Linked DNA regions of Mus musculus: regions 2, 3, 4, 5 and 6 are each linked to region 1. A link is a contact called in public Hi-C and promoter capture Hi-C data. All regions are on one chromosome and are shown on one strand. The core of a region is the stretch at or near the end of the contact, and the rest is flanking DNA. Distances in the headings are between cores, read along the strand shown.

What was found. Promoter capture Hi-C pulls out the DNA fragments that hold promoters and counts their contacts. Hi-C and Micro-C count contacts between places; a contact is called where the count stands out from the background.
Region 2: a promoter capture Hi-C map of liver shows a contact between it and region 1, with 2.7 times the contacts expected there. The contact joins the promoter of Pi4kb here to the promoter of Ankrd35 in region 1. A contact is called at or near these places in 3 of 39 promoter capture datasets (liver and pre-B cells).
Region 3: a contact with region 1 is called in a Hi-C map of B cells, with 5 read pairs. The contact joins the promoter of Tnfaip8l2 here to the promoter of Ankrd35 in region 1. A contact is called at or near these places in 2 of 39 promoter capture datasets (liver and pre-B cells) and 1 of 484 Hi-C or Micro-C datasets (B cells).
Region 4: a contact with region 1 is called in a promoter capture Hi-C map of liver, with 3 times the contacts expected there. The contact joins the promoter of Anxa9 here to the promoter of Ankrd35 in region 1. A contact is called at or near these places in 2 of 39 promoter capture datasets (liver and pre-B cells).
Region 5: a promoter capture Hi-C map of pre-B cells shows a contact between it and region 1, with 5 times the contacts expected there. The contact joins the promoter of Golph3l here to the promoter of Ankrd35 in region 1. A contact is called at or near these places in 2 of 39 promoter capture datasets (liver and pre-B cells).
Region 6: a promoter capture Hi-C map of liver shows a contact between it and region 1, with 5 times the contacts expected there. The contact joins the promoter of Mcl1 here to the promoter of Ankrd35 in region 1. A contact is called at or near these places in 3 of 39 promoter capture datasets (cranial neural crest and liver) and 1 of 115 datasets of contacts at active chromatin or transcription factors (pancreatic cancer cells).

The regions. Positions count from the first base shown.
Region 1 is chr3:96,668,579-96,671,603 of GRCm38.p6, reverse strand. It overlaps Ankrd35 (ankyrin repeat domain 35), which reads right to left and starts at 1,473. Exons shown (of 14, transcript NM_001356538.1): 1 at 1,155-1,473. The coding sequence starts at 1,193.
Region 2 is chr3:94,973,340-94,976,364 of GRCm38.p6, reverse strand. Pi4kb (phosphatidylinositol 4-kinase beta) reads right to left here and starts at 1,634. Exons shown (of 11, transcript NM_175356.3): 1 at 1,280-1,634. It overlaps B230398E01Rik (a long non-coding RNA gene), which reads left to right. Exons shown (of 4, transcript XR_003954666.1): 2 at 1-1,016.
Region 3 is chr3:95,140,803-95,143,827 of GRCm38.p6, reverse strand. It overlaps Tnfaip8l2 (tumor necrosis factor, alpha-induced protein 8-like 2), which reads left to right and starts at 1,474. Exons shown (of 2, transcript NM_027206.3): 1 at 1,474-1,513.
Region 4 is chr3:95,313,783-95,316,807 of GRCm38.p6, reverse strand. It overlaps Anxa9 (annexin A9), which reads left to right and starts at 1,628. Exons shown (of 14, transcript NM_001379545.1): 1 at 1,628-2,005. Cers2 (ceramide synthase 2) reads right to left here and starts at 1,618. Exons shown (of 11, transcript NM_029789.2): 1 at 1,463-1,618. It overlaps LOC115489748, which reads left to right and starts at 1,012. Exons shown (of 2, transcript XM_030252979.1): 1 at 1,012-1,051; 2 at 1,244-2,064. The coding sequence starts at 1,012. The coding sequence ends at 2,046.
Region 5 is chr3:95,587,414-95,590,438 of GRCm38.p6, reverse strand. It overlaps Golph3l (golgi phosphoprotein 3-like), which reads right to left and starts at 1,505. Exons shown (of 5, transcript NM_146133.3): 1 at 1,305-1,505. The coding sequence starts at 1,472. It overlaps Hormad1 (HORMA domain containing 1), which reads right to left. Exons shown (of 15, transcript NM_001289532.1): 15 at 2,579-3,025. The coding sequence ends at 2,981. Gm40097 (a long non-coding RNA gene) reads left to right here and starts at 1,622. Exons shown (of 3, transcript XR_867468.2): 1 at 1,622-1,794; 2 at 3,023-3,025.
Region 6 is chr3:95,657,250-95,660,274 of GRCm38.p6, reverse strand. Mcl1 (myeloid cell leukemia sequence 1) reads right to left here and starts at 1,554. Exons shown (of 3, transcript NM_008562.3): 1 at 788-1,554; 2 at 267-514. The coding sequence starts at 1,418.

The sequences.
Region 1 (3,025 bases), core at 224-2,723:
GCCACTCCGGAAGAACTCTTTAGAGAAGGACAACTGTATCCTCCCTGAACCACCATCTTCCAAAATCTTTGTTTTGCTCTAGAGGGGAGAGAACGGAGAAGAGAGTAACCCTTGTCAGGAACTCTCTCATTGTGATCCACTCTGTCTTCTCCTTCACCATCTCATTCCCCTAACTCAATCAAAGAAAATGAACACAAATGCTAAACAAGACAAAGGAATAATTGGGGGTGGGGTGGGATGGGGGGAGAACCAGACAGAACTTGATTGGTCCCAAGAACCAGTCTGAAGACTAGACAGTACAGAGAACTGGCCAGGGTAAATTCTGCAGGCAACTCACCCAGGCTCTTGGGGATCAGCCAGGAGACTTGTCTGTCCTCTGACAGCGTTTGTCTGGCTAGCTAGGTTGCAAGGTTAAGCCACTGTAAGCAGGCAGGAGGTCCAGGCAAAAGGTAGAGGAAGTAATATTGAGGAAAAGGTCACTGGAAATTAAGAAAACAGAGGCCCCATGTTGGACAGACGCTTGGAAAGAGATTTGGATTGGTGCTTGAGAGAGTGGAAGAGGCAGTGTCATGGAGTGGAAGAGGCAAGTTTGGTAAAGGAGGCTGTGAAGAAGGGTTGGAAGAAGGCACTGGGGTGAGAATACTTTGGGGGCAGAAAATACTGTTAGGGGCAGAAAGCAAAGAGTAAAAATGGAGCTATGTGAGAGAGAACGTTGTGAGAAGGCAAGGATGGAAGTGAAGCTATAGGGCAGGAATTAGGGATAGAAGTAGGAACGGATTTAAAGGCTGGGGTGGGGGCGGGCAGATGTCTGGAGGTGGGTTGGTACTGGGAGCCGCAGCTGAAGTAGAGACCAGGGTCATTGGAAGAGAACAGAACTTTAGAAAGCATACCAGAAGCTGGAAGCCAAATATGTTGGGAAAAGGAGCCAAGGGGAAGCACCTTGGGAAGGAAAAGATTAAGGGACAGGGTTTTAATAACACCCATAAGTTCAGTTACCAGGGCTGGCGACCGCATTATCAGAACTGCTAACATCGCAGGAAAGACTGATGCAGGCAGGGTTAATGCGATCATCCATGGAGATGGGACTCAGGACTTCTGTCAACACAGGGCTTGAATCCCAGCCACAGCCCTTCTCCCACACATTTGGCACCTACCGCCACTTGTGAACTGGAGCAGGAGAAGATGCGCTTCATGGCCGGGGCTAGGGCCACGGGGGGACGGGGACGCGCAGAGAGCCGGGCCACAAGTTCCTAACCCAACTCGGCTACGGCTGTGCCGAAAGACAGCTGTCAAAAAGCAGACTGGGTCCCGCCCCAAGCCCCGCCCCAGATCCCACCCCGCTCAATCGTAGACGTTCAACTGAAGGCTGGGCTTAAAACCCCGCCTCTGGCCCTGCCTAACCCCGTCCCTGCAGAGGCAAAAAGCCCGCAGTCTTTTGCGGCCACCCTGGCTGGCTCTCAAGTTCCGCCCTTCAGCCGAAGCCCGCCCCCTGTAGTTACCTACCGAATCCAAGAGGGATGCTCGCAGCCTCCGCACCAGCGACTTCCAGGCCCTAAGTCCCCCGTCTTTCTGCTTGGAGCTCCACCCCCAGTTCCGCCCCCGCCCCCTCTCAAGGACCTCCACAAGCTTCGATGTCACCAACCTCTTTTACCAGTTAATGACTCTTAGTCATAGCCATGACCTGTGTGTGCTTCATCCCCTCCCTCCCAACGCCCCAAGATCTTCTATAGAGTTTGGAAACGTGATGCACTAAGCAGACTTGATCACCAATGGGTGATTTGTGACCCACTGCAACCAGAGGTTGGACAAAACTCAAAGGATCAAGCCGATCACTAACGCAGATCTTAGAAAGCAGCAAGGGGAGAGTTTTTACTGTCTGCTTCCCCACTCCAAGAAACAAACAAACAAACAAAAAGTCCGACCTTCCTTATCCTTTAGACTCACTTCTTAGTAATTCTTGTTTGACAAGTATTAGTTGCAGCCAACTGGTCTGGCCTTCCCATCTCTCCTTTCTCCTCCCTGTAAACCAAGCAAGCCCACCCAAATACTCATGGAACCCTATGGAATAAAGCCCAAAATTCTTTTTAGAAGTGTTTTACATTAATTCATTTACTGAGGCATGAGTATGCGCTAAGGGTGGGCACCCTTGTGGAGGTCAGAAGACAACCGGCGTTGGCTTTCTCCATTCACCTTGTGAATCCGGTGCTTGAACTAAAGTAGTGAGGCTTAGCAGCAGACCCCACCCCCACCCCCGCCCCCCCAAGATGCTATAGGCCCAAAGTTCTTTTCTTTTTTCTTTCTTTCTTTTTTTTTTTTTTTTGTTTGGTCGAGACAGGGTTTCTCTGTGTAGCCGTGGCTGTCCTGGAACTCACTTTGTAGACCAGGCTGGCCTCGAACTCAGAAACCTGCCTGCCTCTGCCTCCCAAGTGCTATTATTACAGGCATGTGCCACCACCGCCCGGCTTAGGCCCAAAGTTCTTAACATGGTTTTCAAGGTTCTTCTGAAACAGAAGCCTGAAGAAGGTGTGGTGACGCATCCGCCTTTAATCTCAGCACTCCGGAATCAGAGGCAGGTAGATTTCTGTAAATTGAGGCCAGTCTTGTGTGGTGGGTCTACATAGCAAGTTCCAGGACAGCCAGAGGTACATAACAGAGAGATCCTGTCTCAAAAACCAAAACCAGAAGCCTGCCTTCACTCTCAGTATTTTCTGGCAAACTTCCAAGTTTAAACTGTTGTAGCAGACCATTCATTCATAATGCCCTTTGCAACTTTTTTTTTTTTAAGATTTATTTATATGTAAGTACACTGTAGCTGTCTTCAGACACTCCAGAAGAGGGAGTCAGATCTCATTACCATGTGGTTGCTGGGATTTGAACTCCGGACCTTTGGAAGAGCAGTCGGGTGCTCTTACCCACTGAGCCATCTCACCAGCCCCCCCCCCTTGTACTTTCTTAATCCATGTAAAGTGTTTTTCATTGTTGTAAAATTTCCCTTAAAACTCTGACAACCTGCCTATCAGTGTGC
Region 2 (3,025 bases), core at 385-2,884, 1.7 Mb after region 1:
CACACACAAACACAACTTCACCTTAGGTCCAAATGCTTATGAAACTAACCAACAGTAGTCCACTAAGCTTCAGTCAGGAAAATAATGGTTCCTCTTAGGTCTAGACAGGAGTAGGAGATTCTGTGATCTAACAGAAATCCTAAAGTAATCTAAAGCAAAATTTCTCACAACTTCATTCAGTTTCCATGCTCAGTTTCTGAGCATCTTTCCTAGTGGTTGCTCTTAAACACTCAACAAAATGTAATCTGATTGATAGACTTCTTTAAAAGTTGCTTCATCCTTCAGAAACACACATCTGTCCAGAAAAGCTTGAGACAACTGTGGCTCCCCATCCTCTCACATCTTCTTAGTTCAAGCTTTAGCTGATCTGAAATCATATGTGGAGATAAAAGGCATGATAGAGAACACTTAAAGACCACAGGGAAAACAGAGCCGAGGGAGACAAACATCAGCCGAATCCTGGAGAGAATGTCAAAAGTTGGAAATCCCTGGAGAGAATGTCAAAAGTTGGAAATCACTATCTGTAGGGGTGTTCACGGCAGAGCTTTCTCCTACGGGAAGCCCTCCAGAGGGCTGGAGATTGAGAAAGGGGAAAGAGAAGCCAAAGACAGCTTCAGGTATCATCAGGCACCCTAGAGAGGGGTTGAGGACTAAGGTCAAAGTGGATGGTATCTGGGTATGATGACAGTAGTCTGAGATCCTTTAAGGAGAAGGGAATAGGCAATTCTTGGAAGTCAGGAGCTGGGGGAGTGGGTCATGGTGAGGTCATGGAATTGGAAGCAGAAGAGAGGGATACAATCTGTAGCTGAGGGAAATGAGAACTCTGTGCTGAGATTGCACAGACTCGGAAGAGTGGGGCAAAATAGGAAAAGGGATAAAGGCGGAGTCCATGGAAGAGGCTTGTGAGCAGAAACACAAACGGCGAGGAAGGCAAACATGGATGATATTGTAGAAGGGGTCAAATGTGGAAAAGGTTCACGACTTAGGAAGATAGTTACGGAACAGAGGCAACAGAGGTACGAAGTGTGTGTCCTGCTGGTGGGGAGGTGGAATCCACGGGGCAGAGGGAGGGGCTAAACTGAAGAGGAAGCCAGAAAGCAGAGAAGACTACCCCGGGCCCGAGAGGAAAGGGTGAAGGACCTCGGGGTGCAGCTGCCACCAGGGGGGCAGTTTTGTAGTCGAACCCAGGTCGCGGTAGGCTGGGCGGGACAGGGTGGCAGAAGGACCCCCCCACACACACACACAGGCAAAGGCGACTCACGGGGGAGGAGCCGCTTACCTCCGGGGAACCCTCGCGGAGGGGGTGCAGGCGGTCGGGGTCGGACTGCCGACACCGCCGCCTCAGCAGCAGCGGCCGCTCCCGGGTTCCATTGGCCGCCTGCGCTTCCCTGACAGCGGCCGCGGCGGCTGCTCCAGGCCCCGGCTGCGGGGCTGCCCGCGGCGCCGCCTGAAGGGGCCTTCACGCAACTTCAAGTTGGACCGGACCCCACTAGCAGGACACAAAATAACAATTCCTTGGCGGGTTCCGATGTAAGAGTCCCCTGGGCCCGAGCCTTTCTTCCGGGAGATTGCTTTCCTGCTTCCCGGTGTCAGGACACTACTGATGCCATCGTAATCTGAGTCGAGTGAGCTGCCCGACTCACGCCTGTTCAGAAAGGAAAAGGGGGCGGGGAAGAGCTTTTGGAAGCTAGGGAGGGGGGGCAGGGAGGAGGGGCTTACGGGGGAAGGCGGGCCCTGTGTTTGAGGGCGGGCCTAAGAGACAGGCTTTACTAAGGAAGCCGAGAGGGAAGTAGCGTGGGTAAGATCAGTGGAGGGACGTGGAGGTACCGATATTTTATGTACTTCCAAAAGTGTATGAACATGCAAATTATATATAAACTATTCATTTGCGTAAACCACTGAGTTACCGTAACTGCCACCAGTGGCTTTTTTCTCCCTCTCCTATCCTACGGGATTTCTTTCGTAAGTCAGCCGGTAGGACCCATGCAGGAGGGCCAGAAAACAGACAAGAAAGAGAAGGGACGAAAAAAGGAGTACAATCACCTTCATTTCCCTCTTCCTACTCATCTTTAAGGATGATGCCATGAGTTTGCCCCTATAGCTTCAGGAATGGCCCAGTCCAACCGCCTCAATCTTTCACTGTTTCGCACCATCACTCTGGGACAAGGTGCTGCTTCCAAGGTCACCCCAGCTGCCAAAGCCTTAACAGAGGCTGGACAAGCCAGCTTAGGAAAAGTGAGTGAAATGACAAAAGTTTGGCTTATTCCTTTTCCGAAGGCTACAAAATCATGTGAGACAGGCCTCATAGACCCCTCCCCCCCCCCCCACAATCACTGTCCCAACGCTTTTCCTGGGACTTTTCTTAGTATCTTAGGCCCCTTGTAAGGGTAGGTTTGTTTGACAGGGTTTCTCTGTGTAGCCCTGGCTGTCCTGGAACTCACTGTGTAGACCAGGCTGGCCTTGAACTTAGAAATCTGTCGACCTCTGCTTCCCAAGTGCTACGCCTAAAGACGTGTGCCACCACTGCAGGCGGGTAGGTTCTTAATATTCTACGGGTTGAGCCTAGCTCTTGGGTGACATCTTCATTGCACTTATAAGCTGATTTGAGATCTTTGTTTCCTTTTTTTTTCTTTCCCTTTCTTCTCTAGCTTCCTTCCTATCCTCTTTCCCTTTTTAGAGACAGTCTATTTTTCCCAGGCTGCTTGTGATATTCCTTGGCTCAAGCCACTGGCCTGTGGAACATGTGGGAATATATCCACATGCCCCCAAGCTGGACTAACCCTCAACTTCTGTATAATAATATTGACAATATTATTATAGCACTACATTAACAACAGTAGTATCTGATGTAATAACATTTTCTAAGGTTTGGGGGAGGGGATCAAGAAAGTATGGGTTATAGTACTACATGTCTGTTATTGAAACAGACAAATGGTGAGTGAACCATGCCCCTGCTTCCGTATTTAACTGGGAGGCAGATAAAAAGCTAAAGCTGAAGACAAAGGGCTGAGAATTTGGCTCAGTG
Region 3 (3,025 bases), core at 225-2,724, 1.5 Mb after region 1:
TATAATACGGAAGTGTAAGCAAAATAAACCCTTTCCTCCCCAAGAATGGTGGTTCATCATGGCAATAGAAACTCTGAGACAGGCCAGTGAAACTATGCCTCAAAGAAAGTGAACCAGACCAGGTTCCTGAAGATGACATCAGAAATTGTTCTCTGAAGCCCGGCGTGGTGGCACACACCTTTAATCCCAGCCCTTGGGAGGCAGAGGCAGGCAGATTTCTGAGTTTGAGGCCAGCCTAGTCTACAGAGTGAGTTCCAGGACAGTAGGACAGTCAGGGCTATACAGAGAAACCCTGTCTCAAAAAACCGAAAGAAAGAAAGAAAGAAAGAGAGAGAGAAATAAATAAATAAATAAATTGTTCTCTGGTCTACACACATGCACACACTAAATATGTTTTTAAAGACTTTTATTGTTTGTATGTATGTGTATTCTACATGTGTGTAGGTATCCAAGGAGACCAGAAGGTATTAGATCCACTGGAACTAACTAGTGGTTATGAACCACCAGATATAGGTGCTGGGAATAAAAGTCAGAACATCTGGAAGATCAGTGAGTCACTGAGCCATGGAGTCGCTGACTCCAGTCTCTGGAAGCCCCCAAATCAGTTTTTAAATCCCTGAATCCTAAGGCCTTTTTTTGGGTTCTCAATCTGTGCTGAAGAAAGCTATATAATTCACTCCTTTAAAGATTTGTGTGTCTGTGTGTGCCCAAGTGTATGTTCATGTACTGATTTATTCAGGTGACTCTGGAGGCCAGAAGAGAACACTGGAATTCCTGGAGCTGGAGTTGTGGGTGGTTTTTCCAAGACAAGAATTTTACTATGCAGCCCTGGCTGGCCTGGAGCTCACTCTGTAGACCAGGCTGGCCTTGAACTCAAAGATTGGATTGTCTCTGCCTCCAGAATGCTGGGATTAAAGGTGTAGTTTTGCCTCATTGGAGTCTACCCTCATTTATCAGGCCCTTTAAAGCTATTAAGCTCTGTACTCCAGCGTTTTGGCTCGATGCTGACACCTGCTGGTCACGCATGGCTCAGCAGCCCTAACCTTGGCACCTACCTCCTGCCTGCTCTGGCTGGGGCAGTCTGTGCCAATCTTACCTTCTAGGGCCTGAAGATGCTTGTATAATGCTGTTCTACTACACCACTCGATGATCTTTCAGTACTTCCCTCACTGTCTCTCACATTAAAATCTGGACTCTGCACGGTTTTCAGTACCACAAAAATATTAGGCAGCAAGAAAGAAGCAGACCTTTTATTAGGTGGAGGTGTGTAAATCCGTCCTTGCCACTTCAGAGTTGGTGCTTCCTACAGAATTCCATTCCTTTTGACCTTTGTCTTATTTCTAGGTGGCTCTTGGGACACTGGACTTCTTGGTGACAGTGATGATGAACCGGAGGTGGAGAGTAGATAGGCGGGGCCTGGGGTGGGGCTAGACCAAAGGGCCTCTTAGGAGCTTCTCCATTCTGTGAGCTCTCAGAAACATCCAAGGCCAGACTGGCACCCAGCACACGGCAGGTGAGAGTCTGGCAATGACAGAGGGTGGGTTTCGGGGTGACACTGACAGGATATCCTGACCCTTTCACCTTCACCTTTCTTTCTGTCTTGTGAAACTCTCGCTTGTAGAATTCTTGGGTCTCCCCCTCTCTCCCCAGAACCATTTTAGTGTATTTAGTGGATGGGGCAAGGCTGTCTGAGAGTGAGACCTGGCTTGGGATGGTGGCTGAGTCTAGAGCTGAGGGACAGAGATGCACATGGGGTAACGACTAGAGATTTAGAGATCTACAGTATCTTCGGACATGGAAGTACAGTGACGCAAAGTGAAAGAAACCTTTGCTAGGCTAGAGATTCATGAGGGTCACGTAGAGGCTGGGACAAAAAGAGCGAGTGACATAGCTACCCTGGGAGGACTGGGGACCTAGTTGGAGATGGCAAAGGGAGCAATAGAGAGCTGGGTAAGAGGAGGGCAGGTAGGGAAGGAAAGCGGGCCCCTATAGAAAAATCATCTCCAGTGTGAAAGATCCACAGGGCAAGGCAGAAACAAATCAAGATGGCAGGTTCCCATTGGAGTGATTCGGCTGCCGGAGAGAGCCCCCTGGCTGTCCTCCCTCTGAGAGGACTCCTATTTTCATTTGAGGGAGAGGGTGAGGTTGCTCCTTCATTGCGGTCACAGCCACATCCTGCAGAGCCGGGGAGGGGGAAGTAAGAAGCAAAACAACCAGAAGAAGCACAGTCAAGGCCCATGGTGAGAAGACCCTGTCCGTAGGCACAGGATATACCACCAAGAAGGCCTCGCTCTGCTCAGCCTAGCCAGCCTGAGACCACTACCTGCTGCCGCAGCCACCCTTCAAAAGAGCGCCCTCCTTGTTGGAGGGCGAATGTGGAGGGGTTATTTGACTTGTAGCCTATTTTTTCTCATAATTTGTGTCTGTTATTTATTATGTATATGTGTGAGTAGAGGCCAGAGGTGTTGGGTCTCCCTGGAGCTAAAGTTATAGGTGACTGTGAGCATCTGTTGTCTGAGAGTGTTGTCCCACTCCTTGAAGCCTGTTTTCATACTTACTAGGCCAAGTTGCTTAAGATCTCTTAGCTTTGCCCAGAGGTGGTGGCACATGCCTTTAATCCCATCACTTAGGAGGCAGAGGCAGGCAGATCTCAGTTCAAGGCCACCCTGGTCTACAGAGCGAGTTCTAGGACAGCCAGGGTTATACAGAGAAACTTTTGTCTTGAAAAAACAAAAACAACAAAAAAGAGTCCTTCAGTCTGAGATTTCTCTCTGTAAAACAGGGCTTGTCACCCATATGAAGTTGGTAAACCAAGACAGTTAATATCAAACACTTGGCACACAGTAGGTTCTTTAAAAAAAAAAAAGCCAAGTGTTCTATTTAAGATTCTGGAGACCCTATATCTCTCACTTCTTTTAAGACTTTATGGTACCCCCACTGACATGAGCTTTGGATCTCAAGCCTGGAAACAGAGGGGCGCTGTGCAAATTCCCTGTCGGTCGGCCGCCGCATAGCCCACTGCCCT
Region 4 (3,025 bases), core at 379-2,878, 1.4 Mb after region 1:
CCACATGGTGGCTCACAACCATCCGTAATGAGATCTGATGCCTTCTTCTGGAGTGTCTGAAGACAGCTATGGTATTTACATATAATGAAATAAATAAATCTAAAAAAAAAAAAAAACAAAATCAACAACCATTTAAAAAAAAAAAAAAAAAAGAACTTCTTTCTAGATATTGAAGAGCAATAGAAGTCAACTGCTTCGGGCTAAAGTATGAGCCCAAAAATACAGGGCAGATTCTGGTAAAGCTAAGGGGTGAGGCTGTGACAACCGTGGCCTCAGGCTTCTCTGGGATGTTTCACAAACTTCCCTGCTCCAACCCCAAACACTATATAAGAATATGCCTTCCAGAGACAGGGAGAGGCCAGTAGGTTGAAGTAGCAGCGGCAAATGGGGTAGTGTTGAAAGGAACTGTACAATGTCAGTCTCCCTGTGGCCAGCGACAGAGAGAAACCTAGTCAGAGGCTCCAGTGAGAATAGAGGCACCAGAACTAGTTCACACACACAGCACACCACACCACACCCCTTAGAAATTAGGCACTATGTGGCCAGAAACAAGACCTAAGGAACGGAATATTTGACCTTAGGGGCCCCATCACAAATGCAAGACAGTCACCTTAGCTCTGGGATGGGAAGTGACCCCCTACCCCAGCTCTCACACAAACAGAAGTAATTTCTGGGGGAGGCCTTCCCTAACTCAGTTCTGGGGAAGACCGGCTCACTCCAGACCTCACAGCGCTTAGAACACCCTGACAGCTGAGGCTGGAAACTCGGATAAGTGAGATCTGGTTTGGATGCCAGGAGTGCAGCTTAGGCACAGGAATTCCCAAGCTCAGGCTAAAAAGAAATGCCACCCACCTGCAGGTAGCCAACTAACTTGAGGGCCTCTGGGCCTGTAATTAGCAAGTTACAACCCAGAGCTGGCCAAACACGCCCCATAACGGTATAGGAATGTGAGCCCTTTGGGGCCGGGACAGACACTAAAGAGTGTACTCCTTCCTGTTTCCCGTTAGGCACATGGACACTCTGACCTCCCTCTTGGGATGGGCACAAGGGGGTCAGAAACAGAGGCGGCAGCGGCGGCGGTAGCAGTAGCAGCAACAGCAGCAACAGCAGGGGCCGCCACCGTTCCTCCTCGGCCTCCACACTCAGGCCCCAGGACGCACGCGGGCCCGCAGGGGCTTCTAGCACCGAAGGTCCGCTACTGCTCCACTCCTAACAAAGGGGCGTCTGTACCATGGATCCTGAGCGAGCGCCCGGCCCCAGTCCCCCTACCTGTTGCCCCGCAGGCCTTCTCTGGTCCGAGGCCCCAGCCGGGCCCGGATCGCCCGCTCCAGCAGCGCTCGGCCCGCCCTCCGGCAGGCCGGCCGCCATGAGCCGGTGGAGGCCCCGCTCCCTCCGAGCTGCACCCTGAGCCCCCGCGCCCGTCACTGCCCCGCCACCCTCGCGGACCCGCGCACAGACTTACTCGGCGTCCGGTGCAGAGCTGCTCCGGCCCGGGCGCCGCTACTCCGTTTCCCACTTCTAGCGCCCGGCCGGTGCGCACTGACTGGGCCGGGTCCTCTCCTCCCCCTTCCGCTGCCCGCGGCTCCCTCCCTCCTTCCTCCTTTGCCCGCCGAGCCCCGGCGAGCCCAGGCCGAGCCCAGTAGCGGAGCTGAGTTGGGTGTGGGCCGCGGCCGGGCGGGGCCCGGTGCCCGGAACCCTGCGCTGCGCCTATGGAGCGGAGGAGCCCCGACGGGGCGGGTGGCACGTGCCCCGCAGGGCGCCTGGGTCTCTGAGTGGCGCGGTTGCGGCCCACCCGGACATTGGTCAGGGACCCCCTGGTGCTTGAGCCCAGAGCAGTTCAGAGCTGGCTGCCTCTGCCCAACCCCGCGGCCCTGGTGTGGTCGGCGACCTCAGCCCATGATTTACCCCCGGGTTGAATGCTACAATCCCATCGTCCGGCTTCACTGGGCATCAGAGGAAGGGTGCACGCGGAGAAAACCCTGCACAGATCCCGATGCTCCCTACGGTGAGATCCACAATGCCCCCTCCCCCAGCCCTGCTGTTTAGAGTCCTAACAGAGCTACTCAAACCTTTTGTAAAATGTACTCCAGGCTACACTATGGTTAGCCGTGATCAGTTTCGTATTAGAACCTGTTTTCCCTTAAATAGTCCCATAAAATCTATGCCTCAAGAAGAGAGCAGCAGGTTGGAGACATGGCTCAGCGGTTAAGAACACCGACTGCTGTTCTAGAGATACTGAGTTAAATTCCTAGCAACCACATGGTCACTCACAACTATCTGGGATCCCATGCACTCTTCTGGTGCGTCTGAAGACAGCCACATTGTACTCATATAAATTAATAAATAAGGGGACGGATGGGGGGGAGAGAGAGAGAGAAAGCGCCCAGCAGCCTTAACTCCCATCTCCCATACTCCCATTATGGACAGAACTTGACTAAGTTGTCAAGTGACCCTTAACCGGGAGAGTTAAGCTTAGCTTCTTCCATGTAAAAAATGCTTTAAAAACTATCCCCTGGGAAGTGGTGGCGCACTCCTTTAATCCCAGCACTTGGGAGGAAAAGGCAGGCGGATTTCTGAGTTCAAGGCCAGCCTGGTCTACAGAGTGAGTTCCAGGACAGCCAGGGCTACACAGAGAAACCCTGTCTCGAAAAACCAAAAAAAATACAAAACAAAACAAAACCAAAACCCTGCCTGGTGCAATTTCACATCTCATGCCCAAGCACAGTCCCAGCATTTGGGAGACTATGTTTTTTTTTAAACCTTCATAAAATAGTTTTGTTTTTTCTTTTTAAATTTATGTGTGTGAGTGTTTTGCCTGAATGTATGCATGTGTTCCACGAATGTCTGGTGGCCAACAAGGTCAGTGGAGGATATCAGATTCCCTGGAACTGGAGTTATATAAGGTTGTAAGCAGCTATGTGGGTGCTGAGAATCAAACGGGTCCTCTGTAAGTAAGAACATGACAGCTGAGCTGTCTCTCCCGCCTTTGTTATGAACCCAGGTCCTCTGAAGGAGCAGCCTGTGC
Region 5 (3,025 bases), core at 256-2,755, 1.1 Mb after region 1:
GGAAGCAGGGAAAGAGCAAGGGAGGAGCAAGAGACCAAGAGGGCAAGAACTAAAATAAGTCTTTTTAAAGAAAGAATTCATTCAAAAAAGAAAAAGAAAAAGGGGCTAGAATATGGCTCAGTGTTACAGTTACAGCATAGTGTTATTTAGCATATATAAGGTCCTAAGTACCATTCCCATAAATGGGGGAAAAAAAATCTGAGCACACACCCTTTTATACTAAGCATTACACTTGTCTAAGTCATCTGTGATAAAGCTTAAAGTTAGCACAGTTCATACAAATGTAAATGTATTTTATTTTTCGTTTGTTTAGAACGAAACAAAACAGGGTTGCTCTGTGTAAATGTCCTAGCTATCTTGGAATTCATTATGTAGACCAGGCTGGCCTTGAACTTAGAGATCCACCTGCCTCTGCTCCCCAAGTGCTGGAATTAGAGGTGTGTCACCACTGCCTGGTATAAATGTCAATTTTTATGATTAAAAGCAAGTCAAAAACTATCAGCAATTATATATCTTTGAGGTCAAAAGAATAATATTTAAAATGTGCTATGGTTGTGCCTAGTTCAACAATTTTATCTTGCTTTCTTTCTGCCTCTGATCCTTGTGATCTTGGAGTTTTCTTCCTTTTCCTTTCCTCCCTAAATACTGTCTGTCCAGTCTTTGAAGGCCTACTAAAGACAAGTGAGGCCTTAAGGTGAATTCTATCTCTCCACTATGCATATATTAAACACTTAGAAATGGATTTTTCTTCAGTTGTATGTAAACAGAAATTTATACTTAAGCCCTTTAAAATGTTTATTATAGTCCCTCTTTTGTTATGGCTGTCTGTTACATTAAACTTCTCCAGGGCTGAAATATTGTCATCTTTTAATTTTTATATTCTCCATAGCAACTAGCACAATATCTTTAACGTTTTAACTGCTCAAATAAATATATACTCATTAAACAGCACCAGAAATACACACCAAGAGTCTTACAAACAATTCTTCATACAAGCGTATATTTCAAATATAATTTTCAGGGGAAGTAAGAAGAGTGAAGGAACAGAACACAGAACAATGCCTTAGGGTGCCAATTCCATTTGGCATTATTTCCAAACCCAATCCAAGAAACTTTAACACCCCGGGGAGAATGGGGGCAATTTTCTTTGAGGAATTCATCATTTCCCTGTGGCCACTTATTAGTTAAAATACCCTACTTGAAAACATGATGAGCAACAACAAATAAGTAAAAACCACCCTTTCTCTCTAAAGTAAAATACTGACCAGCTCTGTTGGATGTTAAGAAGTGTTATATTTGCTCACCTGACGTTGCTCCTGAGCTGCAGTGGGACGTAGGCTGCAGTTCGCGCTCTCGTTTTGGAGGGCACCTGTTTCCCGTACCCTAGGCGGGTTCCAGTAGGTGAAAAACTTCTCAGCCACACAGAGAGTACAAACTTCCTGATCCTTCGTTGCAGAGAGGGAATAACACATCAGCTTCCTCAGGATCACTAGGCAACCTACCTTGGTGTTTCTTCATTGGGCCAATCAGAAACCCCCAAGTTTGACTCTAGCCAATCGGAGCTTACGAGGGGAGGTCCTCCGGGCTATTGTGTTGCGATCCAGACAAACATCACCAAAAGGAGGCAGGTTTGGGTTCAACCTGACAGCTGGTCTGTCCAATGAAGGAACCTCGGTGGCTGCGAGGAAAAGGCTGCATCCCACCCCGATGAAATTACCCAATCAAAGTATTCTGTGAGATAGCACAGTGCTGCCAATCACGAAAGGATTCTGTTGGCCAATTTCAGTGTAGCAGGTGTTTTTCTGTAGCTGTCTGTATTGGCACTGCTGGTTAAGAAATGTTGGCATCCAAGCAATAAGGCTAAGAGTAAACTCTGAGCTTAACTTTGCCTCTAGAAAAACGTAATCTGACTCGGTTTGTGCTGTTTATACTGAACAGCATGGGTACTATTACACACATAACAGCTCTAGAGGGATGTTATCCCACTTTGATAATCCTGTAGCTACTGTACAGTTTGGAATATGGCTGCTAAAATTACAAGACGGAAACAGATCAAGTTTTTAGGTCTTCCTTTTCTGAAGCAAAGGAAGCAAATAGCTTGGGTGGGGCTAGGTTCCAGGTCTCTCAGCAAAACAATTGTTCACACTACCACTCAAAAGTTCTAAAATGTGTCCACCTCGCGAAAGATATACTTACTTAAATTCTCTCAAAATTAATAGCTGAACACTTTCTGTTAATTAAATAACTAGAAGCCCTGAAAGACCCTGCACACTGAGCATCTTAGTCATGGTATTAAGATGCCGGTCTTTTTTTTATTGGCCATTGCTTTTATCATTTTTGCTCTAAATACATATTTAAAAGTTGTTAATAGGGCTGGTGAGATGGCTCAGCGGTTAAGAGTGCCGACTGCTCTTCCAAAGGTCATGAGTTCAAATCCCAGCAACCACATGGTGGCTCATAACCATCTGTAATGAAATCTGATGCCCTCTTCTGGTGTGTCTGAAGACAGCTACAGTGTACTTACATATAATAAATAAATAAATATTAAAAAAAAAAAGTTGTTAATAACACACTATATCAAAATAGCAAACATTGTTTTAATAGCACCAAGTAAATGGTACAGTTTTAACATAAGTAAAAAGTGTATCCTTACAGAATTTTAAAGTCAGAATAAACACTTCAAAAATGGTTTTAGAGGGCCTTAAAACTTAACACATTTAAAAAAAAAGCTTTCTTTAAAATAGAAGGCAGGTTGTATTCAGTGGATATGAGCAGAATCAATGACATTTGTATTTTTGTTTAGTCAAAAGTTCCCTTGGATTTATCTCAGGTAAACACAATATAATAGCTAAAACTTTTATTAGTTTAATAACTATGAACTACAAAATAATTTTCAGAGGTACAGAAGGCACACCTTCAAATAATACAGCATATTAGTTTAAATGTTGAGAACTGCAAATTTGCATAAGAAAAATAATTTTTAGGTATGTTCCTTTGGTTCACTAACTCTCCTTTTCTTCAGCAC
Region 6 (3,025 bases), core at 305-2,804, 1.0 Mb after region 1:
GAATCCACTGCTCTGAAGATTATCCAACTGAATTAGAAGTACAACCTACAGAATACAAGACCTTTTGGTACAATTCAAGACCGTCATAATGAGTTTTTCTCTGGACCTACCACCTACAACGACCAACATCATGCAACAAGAGATACATAAATTAAATCTGAAACCGGAGAGAAACTTTGTAAAAACCCTCTAGGTGCCTTCTCCTTCACAAAATCCTGCACCCCATTTCCACTCCACGGTCCCTTTATATCACAAGACGAACTTACCCAGCCTCTTTGTTTGACAAGCCAGTCCCGTTTCGTCCTTACAAGAACATCTGTGATAGTTTCTGCTAATGGTTCGATGAAGCTTTCTTGGTTTACGCTCTTTAAGTGTTTGGCCACAAAGGCACCGAAAGAAATAAGAGTCACAATCCTGCCCCAGTTTGTTACGCCATCTTTGAAAACATGGACCATTACTCGAGAAAAAGATTTAACATCGCCTTCGTTTTTAATGTCCAGTTTCCGGAGCATGCCTGAGAAGAAAAGCAAGAAACCTCATGGCCTCCTTTGTCTGCAGCGGGGCACTACCCTTCTGCCCACCCACGACGAGGGGACCGTGCTCTCCCGGCTCTAGAGCAGTCAGGCAGACCCCACGCCGACAGTGACATCCCACCCTTTCCGGTCTTTGAACCCAACAGCCAGATGGGCGGAAACAATGACTCACAGCCAGAAAATTCTGGTTGCAGAGCCAGGCTCCGGCTCTTCCCTCTTCCCGCACGGCCCGGCCCGGCCCGGGCGCCGCTTACCCTGGAAGGCCGTCTCGTGGTTGCGCTGCACGCCGTCGCCCACGCGCCGCAGGGTCTCCAGCGCTCTCCGGCCCGCCGCGCCCGCCTCGCCCAGAGGCTTCGAGTCCTTGGAGCCGGTCGCCTGCTCCCGCAAGTAGCGCGAGATGATCTCCAGCGACTGGCGGTATAGGTCGTCCTCTTCCTCCTCGGGCGGCGGCGGCGTGGAGGGCAGAGAGCCGTCGGCCCCGGAGCTCTTGGCCGCCTCGCTCACGCGCTCCAGGAGGGGCAGCACGGCCGGGCGCTTGCCGATGGCCTCCGGCTCGCAGCCGTCCAGTTCCTCCTCCGGAGACACGATGGCGGCGGCGGCCGACGCGGCCATCTCCTCGGGCGGCACGGCGAGGAGGCCGGGCGACTTATGCAGCCGCCTTTCGGCCGACGCGGTGACGTCGGGGTCCTCGGCGCCCACGGGCGGCGGCCGGGCGACCACCCGCGCGCCGGGCAGCAGGGCGGCCTCCCCTCCCCCCTCGCGCCGCGCCTTGGCCTCCTCGGCCACCAGGCGCGCCCCTGCCGGAGAACCGCCGCCCGCGCCGAGGCTGGCGCCGCCGCAGTACAGGTTCAAGCCGATGACCGCGTTTCTCCGCAGGCCAAACATGGTCGGACGCCGCAGGCTGAGGGGAAGGAGCGGGGAAGGCCGCGACTCCAGACCGGAGGCAGGCGGAAGTCAGGAGTGAGGAAGGCCGTTCCCTGCCGCCGCCTTAGGGCCGTGCTGACGCAGGCGAGGACTTCCCGTAAAAGGGGAAAGGGGCGGGCGTTTCCGGAGGGCTGGCCCGGCCACTCCGCGCCTCTTCCGGCCGGAGCGCTCTCGCGGCTTCCGCGGCTACGGTTGGCGGAGCGCGGTACCTGGCCTTGGCTCGCGGACGGATTGTGCTTTTTTGTCCGGTACAACTCTCAGCCCGGCTGGCCAAGTGCTTGGCTTCCCGGGGAATGGTTCCTGCTCGGGAACGCCTGCTGATCTGTGTCGGTTTTTGAATTTCAAGCTGCCCTGGAACTCTGCATAGCCCAGGCTGGTCCTAACGTTAGGCAGTCCTGCCTTAGCCTTTCTCGTTGCACTACCTGCTGTGTTTTTATAACATACCAGTCTTAAACACTTTTTTGTTTGTGTGTATTTGTGGTTGTGTGCCTGCCTCCAGGTGGGTGCTGGGAGTTAAACCCTGGAAGAGCAAACCAGGGAGGGCATCTCCAGTCTCATACACAAAGGAATATTAACCATTGATTTGCTTAAAAGTTAGGGGGAGTCCTGCTCTGTCATTTTTCTACTGTGAGCCCTCACTCCCTGTGTTCCAAAATGACTTTCCGTTCCGGTTTTTTTTGTTTTTTGTTTTTTGTTTTTGTTTTTTTGTTTTTCGAGACAGGGTTTCTCTGTGTAGCCCTGGCTGCACTGGAACTCACTCTGTAGATCAGGCTGGCCTCAAACTCAGAAATCCTCCTGCCTCTGCCTCCCGAGTGCTGGAATTAAAGGCGTGCCCCACACTGCCTGGCCAAAATGACTTTTCATGGACAGCTATTAAGGGGTTATTTATGTGGAGCCTGTGAAAGATTCAACTGGTGAAAGGCTCCTGAAACCCAGCCCTAAAGACCTGAGTTCAATACACAGAACCCACCTAACAATGAAGGAGTGAGACCACTTTCCAGAGTTGACCTCTGGCTGCCAGAAGAGCCTAGCTCCCTACCCTATCCCCAAACAGTAAAAGTCTAAAATATGAGCCATTTATGGTGGCTAGGCCTATAGCTCAATTGGCAGAAGAGCTTGCCCAGGCCTGGGGAGGCAGAGGCAAGAGACTCAATTTAAAACTCATTTTTGGCTACATGATGAGCCTGCTGTCTAAAATGAACAAAGGATGGTTACGGGAGTAACTCAGTTGGTAGAGAATTTGCCTACCCTTGTAGAAGTCCTGGGTTGATCCCCAGCACCATATAAAACGGTGAAGATCTTTGGTGGACTGGTTAGACTTAATATCAACTTGACACAAGCTGGAATTCCATGGACTGGCGGTCCTGGGTTCTGTAAGAAAACAGGCTGAGCAAGCCATGGGAAACAAGCCAGTTAGCAGCTCCTGCCCATGGCCTCTGCCTCTAGGTTCCTGCCCCGTTTGAGTTCCTGTCCTGATGTCCTTCAGTGATGAACAGTAATGTGGAAGCAAGCTAAGCCCAATGAACCCTTTTCTCCCAAGCTGCTTTTGGTTGTGGTGCTTTGCCATA